Regions from separate parts of the Mus musculus genome. Here all the other regions are linked to region 3. The links are chromatin contacts, called in public Hi-C maps. All regions are on one chromosome and are shown on one strand. Each heading gives the region's core, a stretch centred on a gene start, on an enhancer-like site or on the middle of the called end of the contact. The rest is flanking DNA. Distances are from core to core; before and after follow the strand shown. Region 1 has its middle 30 kb from the start of Gm40079. Region 2 overlaps Tmem154 (transmembrane protein 154). Region 3 overlaps Fbxw7 (F-box and WD-40 domain protein 7).

What was found. Hi-C and Micro-C count contacts between places; a contact is called where the count stands out from the background.
Region 1: a contact with region 3 is called in a Hi-C map of Th1 cells, with 2.8 times the contacts expected there. The contact joins two enhancer-like sites. A contact is called at or near these places in 1 of 39 promoter capture datasets (liver), 2 of 15 datasets of contacts at CTCF or cohesin (CD8 T cells and the G1E-ER4 cell line), 26 of 484 Hi-C or Micro-C datasets (the 63-12 cell line, B cells, the C10 cell line and 17 more), 5 of 115 datasets of contacts at active chromatin or transcription factors (CD8 T cells, the HPC-7 cell line, Th17 cells and 2 more) and 1 of 9 other capture datasets (embryonic stem cells).
Region 2: a contact with region 3 is called in a Hi-C map of the G1E-ER4 cell line, with 3 times the contacts expected there. The contact joins two enhancer-like sites. A contact is called at or near these places in 6 of 39 promoter capture datasets (the 3T3-L1 cell line, the C10 cell line, embryonic stem cells and 2 more), 7 of 15 datasets of contacts at CTCF or cohesin (CD8 T cells, the G1E-ER4 cell line, the NIH/3T3 cell line and 4 more), 168 of 484 Hi-C or Micro-C datasets (the 3T3-L1 cell line, 3T3-L1-derived adipocytes, the 63-12 cell line and 94 more), 27 of 115 datasets of contacts at active chromatin or transcription factors (the 230-238 cell line, CD8 T cells, the HPC-7 cell line and 21 more) and 4 of 9 other capture datasets (adipose tissue, embryonic stem cells, liver and 1 more).

The regions. Positions count from the first base shown.
Region 1 is chr3:84,713,653-84,717,058 of GRCm38.p6, reverse strand. No RefSeq gene overlaps it. Among named protein-coding and RNA genes, the nearest start is that of Gm40079, 30 kb to the left of the region's middle. Within about 2 kb of position 1,883, at least 92 of the 459 cell types and tissues checked have an H3K27ac peak or open chromatin away from gene starts, as enhancers often do. A contact at or near this core is called in CD8 T cells, the G1E-ER4 cell line, the HPC-7 cell line and 5 more, where this site is marked.
Region 2 is chr3:84,695,933-84,699,718 of GRCm38.p6, reverse strand. The region is part of intron 6 of Tmem154 (transmembrane protein 154); the gene reads right to left. Among named protein-coding and RNA genes, the nearest start is that of Tmem154, 32 kb to the right of the region's middle. Within about 2 kb of position 2,373, at least 94 of the 459 cell types and tissues checked have an H3K27ac peak or open chromatin away from gene starts, as enhancers often do. A contact at or near this core is called in the G1E-ER4 cell line, where this site is marked.
Region 3 is chr3:84,847,224-84,850,767 of GRCm38.p6, reverse strand. All of the region lies in intron 1 of Fbxw7 (F-box and WD-40 domain protein 7), which reads right to left. All of the region lies in intron 3 of Gm40080 (a long non-coding RNA gene), which reads left to right. Among named protein-coding and RNA genes, the nearest start is that of Gm40080, 29 kb to the left of the region's middle. Within about 2 kb of position 1,782, at least 26 of the 459 cell types and tissues checked have an H3K27ac peak or open chromatin away from gene starts, as enhancers often do. A contact at or near this core is called in CD8 T cells, the G1E-ER4 cell line, the HPC-7 cell line and 5 more, where this site is marked.

The sequences.
Region 1 (3,406 bases), core at 634-3,133, 130 kb after region 3:
TTTGCCTTCCCTCTGAATCTCACCCAGGGAAAGCTTTTCCGTTCCCATGGGACTGGAGCATTGGAGTCCTTGACATGGCTGTGCCTTTACTGGGAATGCAGCTCACTCAGGGCTTTACTTGCTCCCTGCATGAGTGGAGAACAACACATCGACCTCCCGCACTCTGGGGAGCAGGGTTCAGAGACTTCCCTCTCCCCTGGGCCTCAAATGCACAATCTAACTGTGACTGTTCGGTCTTGCAGGACTATTACATCGAAAATGGTCTTTTTGCTTTTCAGCTTTGGTCCTTATTATTTATGGCTTGGTTCATGAAAACTTATCTACCACATTCTTATTTTAAGTGATTTATTTATTTTTATCTTATGCGAATTGGTGTTGTGCCTGCATGTATGCTTGTATAAGGATACTGGATCCCCTGGAACCAAAATTACAGACAGTTTGTGAGTTGCCATGTGGGTGTTGGGAATTGAACCTGGGTCCCTCCTGTATTCTCTCTCTCTCTCTCTCTCTTGTTAGATTGCAGAAGTAAAAAGTATCTACTGGAGGACATTTGGAAAATATTAAGCTTGCACAAAGGAGGAAATGGGAAGCATCAGTAGATCTGCCATCCAGAGGACTTGGCCCATCCTCCACATCCTCTCTGGCTGTGGATAATAAGTGGCAAGGGAAAGAGAGACCCATGCAGAGGAGATGGAGCAGGGCTTGTCTGGTCCTAAATGACAGACATCTGGTCACAGCACTCTCCTCTTTAAACACGGTTTCTCTTTATATAACCACTACTAGACCACCCACCCATTCACCCAGCCAGCCACTCAACCCATCACTTAGCCAACCACTTACCCATGGTATAGAGGGAAGCGTCTGTCTACTAACTCCAATACTTCCTTCACAGGGTTAGTCATTGTCTTCCTGCAGTTTCTACTAAAGTGGTATTCCTGAGATTGGGCAATGTGTGTGTGTATGTGTGGTTTATTACTGCTCAAGGTCCTAGAGGTTGGTGAGTTCAAAAACATGGCGCTGCTGATAGACCTGTGCCTCTCCCAGTGTGGCAAAAAAGCTCTTCTTCTTTGAAGAAGAGACAAATCCTGAGAGGCAGACTTGCTTTGTAATCATTTGCTCTCCTGGGACATAAACCAGTCCCAGGAGAGCAGGAACTAAGTAAGCAGAAAAGGCTGTCAATCATTCCTGGGGGCTGCAGCTTCATTATCAAGCCCCGCCTCCAGGCCACACCCCTCCCAGTTCTGCTGCTGTCTCAGTCACTTTAGGTATTGTTGGTTCCGAAGTTCCTGACAAGCACAACTTAAGAAAAGAAATGTTGGTTTTGGCTCACAGTTTGAAGGGACGTAGTCCATCGTGGCTGGAAGGAAGGTACGTGTGTTGGCAGCATCAGTGGGACATAGGCAGTCAGATGCCAGTGGCATACCCAGGCAGTAAGCAGAGCCTTGAAGCCTGCTGGTCAGCTGGCTTTCTCTTTTTTTCCCGTTCATTCCTGGATTCCAGCCCATGGAACGGTGCCATCTACATTGAGGGAGGTTCTTCCCTCCTCAATCAGCATAATCTAGCAGATTCCTCACAGATACACCCAGAAGTCTGTTTCCATGATGATTCTAAATTCTGCCCAGGTTAACAGTCATGATCAACCATCAGAGTCACACTGATGAATCGCGCTTTACCGTGGGTGTTGGTGGGGCAAACCACGGAAGGCGTGAAACCTAGATAGCCCAACCAAATCCTTCCTGGGGACTTTTATTAGCTTGAAGCAGAGAAAGTGACTCATTTCTACTTTGGTGGTGAAAACAGGAAGTTCTCTGGACCTACTCATAGCGATGATAGTCCTGTGAGAAAGCGGTCTCAGAACAAGGGGAGGGGTTGCGCTGTGCTCTCTCATCTGCTGGTTCCTGCTGTACCTGCTTCCGCCGGTCCCTGGAAGCTGCAACTTCCTGTCCTTCCCTAGGGTAGCTATATGAATGGAGTTCTTCTTTTGCTCTGTTCTAGTTAAGCGAGACTTTTTCTCCACGAAAGAGAGAGTCTTAAGTAAACACACACACATTACAATTAAGGAGACAAGAATTAGGAGAAAGTTTAAAGAGGCATTAATTTTATATTCACATGAAGTGTTGTGGGCTCTTGTCGCCTGCTTTGTATATGGCCAAAAGTATAGATGTCACTGCTTCATTCCTCAAATGACTCTAGAAGGAACCAGAATAGGAGTCCTGGTTCTGAGGCAACGGGGGTCACATCTGAGAGTCTGTTTCTCACTCTCTGTCTGGACCTTTGTTTCTCAAATAAATATGATGGATGGAGAAATCCGATAAAGCGAAGGTATGGTTACCTAGCAACCATCTCGCTCTCTGGCCAGGCTGACTCTGGCCAGGCTGACCCGTTCTCTGTGCATATGTGAACAATCCGCGTAGACTCTGATGAGCTTACCAGTCTAGGGTCCCCTTCCTTACCTTTTCCCATCGGCCTCTGCTTGACTCTTGCTCCTAATCTGTTAGGACTTTCGCCTGCCCCTTTGGTTACAACAACCAACCTTAGTTCGTTTTTGATTTGTTTTGTTTTAATATTTTTTATTAGGTATTTTCCTCATTTACATTTCCAATGCTATCCCAAAAGTCCCCCATACCCTCCCCCCCAACTCCCCTACCCACCCACTCCCACTTTTTGGCCCTGGCGTTCCCCTGTACTGGGGCATATACAGTTTGCAAGTCCAATGGGCCTCTCTTTCCAGTGATGGATGACTAGGCCATCTTTTGATACATATGCAGCTAGAGTCAAGAACTCCGGGGTACTGGTTAGTTCATAATGTTGTTCCACCTATAGGGTTGCAGATCCCTTTAGCTCCTTGGGTACTTTCTCTAGCTCCTCCATTGGGAGCCCTGTGATCCATCCAATAGCTGACTGTGAGTATCCACTTCTGTGTTTGCTACGCCCCGGCCTAGTCTCATAAGAGACAGCTATATCTGGGTCCTTTCAGCAGAATCTTGCTAGTGTGTGCATTGGTGTCAGCGTTTAGAAGCTGATTATGGGATGGATCCCCGGATATGGCGGTCTCTAGATGGTCCATCCTTTCGTCACAGCTCCAAACTTTGTCTCTAACTCCTTCCATGGGTGTTTTGTTCCCATTTCTAAGAAGGGGCAAAGTGTCCACACTTTGGTCTTCGTTCTTCTTGAGTTTCATGCTTTTAGCAAATTGTATCTTATATCTTGGGTATTCTAAGTTTCTGGGCTAATATCCACTTATAAGTGAGTACATATTGTGTGAGTTCCTTTGTGATTGGGTTACCTCACTCAAGATGATGCCCTCCAGGTCCATCCATTTGCCTAGGAATTTCATAAATTCATTCTTTTTAATAGCTGAGTAGTATTCCATTGTGTAGATGTACCACATTTTCTGTATCCATTC
Region 2 (3,786 bases), core at 1,124-3,623, 150 kb after region 3:
TTAAATGGTCCTTCTTCTAGGTAACAATGCTAGTATTTACTTTCCCCAAGCTTTCATTTGCTGTTCCATTGCTAAGAAGAAAATCCTTTCCCCCCAAATATTAATTGGTAATTTCAAATTCTTCTTTTGCTAAGTTGACTACTGATAAACTTTGTTCATATTTAAAATGGGTCAATTATCTTTTTATTGGCTTAGGTCATAAGAGTAATTTTAGTTCATACTACAAAACACTTCTCTGGTTTTCCTTTTTTGTTCTATTTTTTTGTTGTTTTTGTTGTTGTTTTATTCTTTGATTTTATTTTTGTTTTGTTTTGTTTTTGAGACAGGGACTCACTCTGTGGCTGTTGTGTAGTGTGGGGAGCCGCCCTCACATTCGCCGTTGCAAGATGGCGCTGAAATCCTGTGTTCTAAGTGGTAAACAAATAATCTGCGCATGTGCCAAGGGTAGTTTTCCACCCCATGTGCCCTGCCTTCCCCGTGACGACAACTCGGCCGATGAGCTGCAGCCAATCAGGGAGTAATACGTCCTAGGCGGAGAATAATTCTCCTTAAAAAGGGACGGGGTTTCGCCATTCGCTCTCTTGCACTCTTGCTCTGGCTCTCTCTTGCTTGCGCTCTTGCGCTCTGGCTCCTAAAGATGTAAGCAATAGAGCTCTTGCTCTCTTGCACTCTTGCTCCTGAAGATGTAAGCAATAAAGTTTTGCCGCAGAAGATTCTGGTTTGCTGAGTCTTTCCTGGCCGGTCGCGAACGCGTGTAAGAGTGTAGCAGTTCCTTCTGAGATTAAATCCTCCCATCTTAGAGAAAAGGCAGTTGAGGTCCAAGACTTTAAAGGGGGAGGGGAGCCAGCAGATTGCTCTAAGGGGAGGTGAAGCATTCCATCCTACAAGGACACTTTCCTTCAAGAAAGGAAATTAACAAAGCCTTCAGGAAGTTCCCAAAACAGACCAGAGTCACTAGGCCTCTCCTTCCTCAGGCAAGTACCAGTAGAAGGGCATTGAAAAGCCCTCAGACCACCACCCCACACTTCCCACAAGGGACACTCTCCAACCCGTGCTGCCTGCAGCTGTGCGGTGAGCTCTAGGTTCCCAGCTTTGTGAGCTGTCCCCATGCAGGGCTGGGCTTTGGTGATGCAGTTGCTTTCAGTCATTTCTGCTCCTTAAGATAACCTGAATAAAACCCTTGGGTTCACCAGGCTGGACTTTTGGGGTACGCTCACTTTCACCTGTCATCGGTTCTCTGTCTGGAAGAGGTAAATGCTGTTCACACATCCTAATGATAGTGTTGCACAGCAGTAGCCCAGGCTGCTCTAGAACTTACTCTGTAGACCAGGCTGCCCTTGAATTTGTGTGATCCTCCTACATTTGCCTCTCAAGTGTTAGGATAGTAGGTGTGTAGCCCACACACCAGGATTTTATCTTGTTTTGCTTCCTTTTCAAGCAGGGTCTCCCTGTAACTTAGAGTGATCCTCCTGCTTCAACCTCCCGAGTGCTGATGACAGGTTCTAGCTCTCACGCCCACCTCTCATTAACAGTTCTTACATGGTTGCAGTGGTGCAATGTCAAATCTCTAATGTGCTCCCTCTAAGCCTCCTTGCCCCTGCCTCAGGTCACAGATGCTCTCTCGGCTTAGGTCATCCAGGCTGCCTGTACAGAAACTTTTCCAAGAGGAACGATCATCCGATCATTGGGACTTGGAAGTGATGGGGGTGAATTTGAAATGATAACTTCACAGTCTTGTCTTTGACTTAGCCGCATGCACACTACCGTTTCCATTCCTTTAAATCTTTTACATTTACCAGGATTATCTCACTGGTCAAACATGTGCTTAGTATGCGAGAGTCTCAGAGTTCAATCCCTAGCATCAACTAATTAATTAATTAGAAGGTAGCTTTGTGCGTATGTGTGCGTGTGCGTGCATGCATTTATGTGCATGTGTGTTTATGCATGTGCATGTGTGTTGGTGTTTTGAATGTGTAAGCTGGAAGAGGGTGTCAAGCGTCCTGCTCTTTCCTCACTCTCGGTCTTGCTCTCCTGAGACAGTGTCTCTCCCTGAGCTTGGAGCTAGGCTGTGCGCTAGCAGAACACATAACACGTCTCTGGCTCTGGCTTGGGACAGTGCTAGGGTTAAAGTCAAGCGTAGGATCACACCCAGCTTTTCTGTGCTATGTGCTAGGATCTGAACTCAGGTTCCCATGCTCAAAGGCAAGCACTTTGACAGGCTGTACCTTCTCCTCAGGTCCAGTAAATAAACACTTGGACCTTTCAAATGATTGTGCCTTGCATCTTGTTGTTGTGGGTGCTAGCACTGGGCAGTTGCTAATTTATAGGGGCTTTTATGATAGTTACAAGGTTGGGATCCACAAACAAGTAGATTCTTAACATCAGAAGCACATACGATCTGCCCGAAGCCTGAATCGGGGCCGTTATGTCTTTGTTTTATGACAAGGGGCAAGGTAACCTTTCCTAGCTTTAATATCCTCATCTGATGTCATCTGCAAAGCACACCTAACAATTCTAAGCTGATAGGGTTGTTGTAAAAGAATGAATGAGGGGCTGGGGTGAGAGAGGCTCTGGCCTCAGTCCCCAGCACCACACACTCAAATGAAAACACAGAGAAAAAGACAGGTAAAACCCCATGCTACAGGCCTGGCACCCGCATGCATGCATGCATGCCTCTTGGTGATTTGTACTAGGCAGCCTGAGCTCTGACAAATGTTTGTGAGTTACCTACAGCATTGTCTCAGAGATGTAAAGGCTTTAAGAAATCGTCTTCAGAAGCACAGCTCACATTTCTAGGGAGACGCCTTTTGTTTAGCTGCATTGTTTACTTCAGTTCCCTAAAAGCGTGATCTCTGGAATGCCATAGCCACGTGACTTGGTCCCAGCATGTCACAAACTGCTTCTGCTTTGATGGGCTATCGAGCAGTTCCCAGAGAGCAGCTGCCTCTCCGGAGTTTTGTGTGGAGTGGTATCTATCCATCCACAAGACCTGCGGTGAGTCAGCGGCCTCCTCCCCCGAGTCCCAGCACAGTAAGCCAGGGCGTTCTCCGTCACAGGCTCATTGCTTTATTTAGTTAGCTGTCTCTGGCTATTCATCATCTCTGGAAAATGATCAAATAAGCCATGCATTTTTAACTCTAGCAAATCCTGGAGTTCCCTGTTAAAATACCTTGGCGCACTGCCACGGAGCCACAACAAACACGCAGGCAGCTCCGCTTTCAACCTTCCCGCTTGCCTCGATGTGCGCACGTGCAGTCTTAGCAACTTATTTCTGACAGTGACATTAAAGAGTAATTTGTCTAGGAGTGTTATATAAACACGGGAAGAACATGGAACACCTTTCCACAAGCATATACAGGAACAGGAGGACAAACTGTAAAACTAAACAAAGCACGGCTGTATTTTCCTCAAGAAAGCACCCAACGGGCTCACTGCCAGCAGAATGGGGACAGATTCAGCTCAAATCCCTCAACCTCATGGCAGTGACTGTTTGTCCAGACTGGACAGTCACCCTGTCCTCCCGACCCCATCTATCTTGCAACAATCCTGAGTTATGGCCACAGCTAATGCAGCCATCTCTGAACATGGCGGTATGCCACCACTCAACCCTTCTGGGGTCACGACACTCTGACTCAGTTTCAGAGAGTGTGGAGTTGGATTTGGCACGACATCACATAACAATTAGATCAAGCTTTCTTTCTCATCTATACAAAGTCCCTTCTTCCCGACAGAGGCCTGGCCTGGGTGGAGTTAGAGAAATGAGGCTCGGAATCGGCCCAAGATACA
Region 3 (3,544 bases), core at 533-3,032:
GTAGCTGTCTTCAGAGACTCCAGAAAAAGGCATCAGATCCCATTACAGATGGTTGTGAGCCACCATGTGGTTGCTGGAAATTGAACTCTTAACCTCTGAGCCATCTCTCCAGCCCCTAGGAGTAACAATCATTAACATAATTTCCAGGCCAACCAGAATAGGCTGCAGAGGAGGGGAAAAAAAAAAATCACAGAAAGTAAAACCCAGAACACTAGCTAGTCATCCATGCAAGTACTAAGCCAAGAAGAGTTACTATAGGGCTGGAAATGCAGTTGTACTAGTATCTTTCTAGAATTTAAAGAAATTTCCAGAAAGGCAGTAGGTGGCAGCCCATAGACGGCCAATCCCAGGGATCAGACGCTTCTGAATGCCTTCTGGGAATTACTTAATTCTAGTAGCCATTTAGATGGTAAGGTATGATGATACTTCTACTGATGAAGGAAACAGCATGAAGTATAAAGTGGTTTATCAAGTTATTCTCTTAAGCCATGTTATAACAAAGTATAAGACAACTCACACATCAAGAAGGATTCAGGTTACCGTAAGCATCCAAACAGAGTAGTTTCAGTTACAGTAGTTTCAGTTACAGAAATATATTAAATACTGAGTACATTTCCAGTTCTGAATAGCCTCCCTCAGAAGCCCCATTAAGAAGGGATATGTGTGTGTGTGTGTGTGCGTGTATATATATATATATATATATATATATATATATATATATATATATATACACACATATATATATATCAAAGCCATTCTTATAAATTAATCTTTCAGCTGACATGAAAGTGATCTTCACATGTCAGTACAACTAACAAGACTACAAAGGAACAAAGTGTCTACCCTATAAGAGGTTGCTTGTTGGAACTAGATATTTAACCTTTATAAGGACTATAGTTAAGACTTTTTGGTCCTTAAAAATCAAATCTACCTCTCTTCCACACACTAGCATAAAAATGACCAAGAACAAGGAAGGGCTTCAATGTTGTTAGTACAAGAAAAATTAAAAGGAACAGACTTGGGCAGCATTAATGCAGCATTTGCTAATTATAGGCTTATCAACAGAGGATACCCGAAAGAACCTATTTTTTGAATTAAAAGTTTTGGGGGGGACAAAAATGGGGAGGTGGAACTAGAAATGGGGCATGGTGGCAACACCTATAATTCCAGCACTTTGGAGGCAAAGGCAAGTGGATGTCTGAGCTTGAGGCCAGCCTAGTCTATACAGCAAGTTCTGGGCCAGCCAGAGCTACAGTAACAAGAGTAAATCTAAAGATTATGTCTATGAAAGCCATCAACTGTACCAGAAGACATTTAAAAGTACATAAAGGAACAGATGACTGTTACCGCACTGAAAACTGTAAATTCAGTGAGGTTCCAATCATAATTCCAAGAGTTGTTAGAAATTGCTTGATATTAGATTATTTTGGAAGGATGTTTGAAACTTGATAAGCTGACCTGAAAGTTTCAGAGAAGGTTCACTTTATTAAATTTCAAAGACACATTAGAACTGTTCTCATTTAACAGTGTGATTCTGACATGAAGGAAGACAAACCAAATCAGCCCAGAGAATAGAAACAACACAAATAAAACTCACGGTCTTAACAGGCTTTTTCCACCACTAAAAATACATGGCAGAAATCATTTTAAAGAGGGATTCCCTCTGACTTGGGGCAGGAGGACGTGACACAGGAGAGAAACTCTTATCATGGTGTCATATCAGTGGTCAGGAAACAGAAAGACAGGATGTCTGTCTATGCCAACAGGCTTCCCACAGTACCTCCACCCTCAGGTTTCCGCCCCCTTCTTGCTGGAGTTGGGTGAAGTGCAACTCTAGAGATCTAGCCCAAGGCTGCACATGCTATGCTAACACTCTACCACTGGAGTACATTCTCAATCCCCAAAATTTGAAAACAGGGCTCTTCTGTGTAGGCCAAAAGCACCTTTAACTCCTGACCTCCGGAGTACTGGGATTACAGCTGTGTACACCTGATTTTCGTTCCCACATTCACTTTATCTGCCTCTCAGTCTCTGAATGGTACAGTCCACAGTCAGGGCAGCTCTGCCCTCAGTTAATCCACTCTGGAAAGAAACACCCAGAAGTGCTTGTTACTGAGGTCCTAGGCTTGGCTCAATCTATCAGGCTGACACTCAACATCAACTATAGATACAAGCAACAAACTAAAACACTAACAGAACTGAGTGTAACAAAGATTAGAAAAGTAATTGTAATGCTTAGTTCTCAAAACACTAATGCACAAACTATAAAAAGTGCCAGAAATCAATATAAAGGGAAAATACAAAAAGTAAATGTAGAGCATACGAAGAAAAGATTCAAAGAACAGGATATCAGAGTGATGAAAGATGCTCAACTTCACTAGAAATTAAAGTAATAAATAAATTTTACATCAAACTCACACAGGCCAACTGGAGGCCACTAGATAAAAATTAAGGGAAACAGGGTGGGAGGTATCAAGCTGTAACTTTTGGACCCCAAAGCAATACCTGAACCTAGATCCTCTGAGCCCCTACTTTCTGGTGCCTATCGCAAATCAACTCACACACTTGATTACGATACCATGTGCGAGCATTACGCACCACTTGCCAAAGACAAAAAAGCCTAGTTATCTCTCAGCAAAACTGACTCTTACTCAACATGCAAAGGTAACAGAGGCAGTAAGAAATGAACTAAGTTTTTTATGTCAATTGGAATGCATCTATAAAGCAATGAAATGTAAAACTGTTCAGGTCATTTTATGAACATCTCAGACATAGAAAAACAAGAGTGGAATGGCCAAAGGACCTTAGGCCACCGGGTACCTAGTAACAAAGGAAGACGAGCTGAGAAGGAAAGAACTTGAAAGGAAGAAGAGCCCCTACAGGTCAGGAAGAGACTGGAGGAGGATCATCAGTTCAGAGCATCAGATGAGGGATGCAAAGGAGGACAAAGGTTGTTAATGGCTCCTTAACCCTGACTTGGGCACAAGAGGTATGTTTAGTACCTTCTGGATTTCTACAGTGTGTCTGATTTACTTCATTATTTATAGAGTTATAATGGTATTTAAAATAGTAAGCTTGCTGAGGATGAATACCAAATCCAAAAGTTACAATGAAAGGAACTTGGAGACAAACAGGTTTTTGTCAAGGCAAAAATCACAAACCATTACAAAGACAGTAAGTAATTCAGATGGCGAGGCCATGACCTCCTAATGAGAGCAGATCTGAGTCTCTGTAAGGAAGAAGGAAATTGGACATCCTGGACAGGGTGCTAAGGTGAATCAAATGTAGCTAGCTTGTTATCTCAGCTCACTCGGCCTGGCTTCACTGTGATTTTTCAGGTGACCTTGAATCTAAACAGTGCATTCTGCCTGGTAATGCAAGAGACAGAAAAGCCTGTTAGCAGCTCACTGGGAGCTTATCACTAGTGTGCCACTAAGATGCATACAGAAAGAAAAAGCAACACTTCACACCTAGACAACTTCGGCTGGCATTCAGGGAAAAAAAGTGCCAGCTGGAGGAAAGGTTTCCTAACTACAGTGGAACT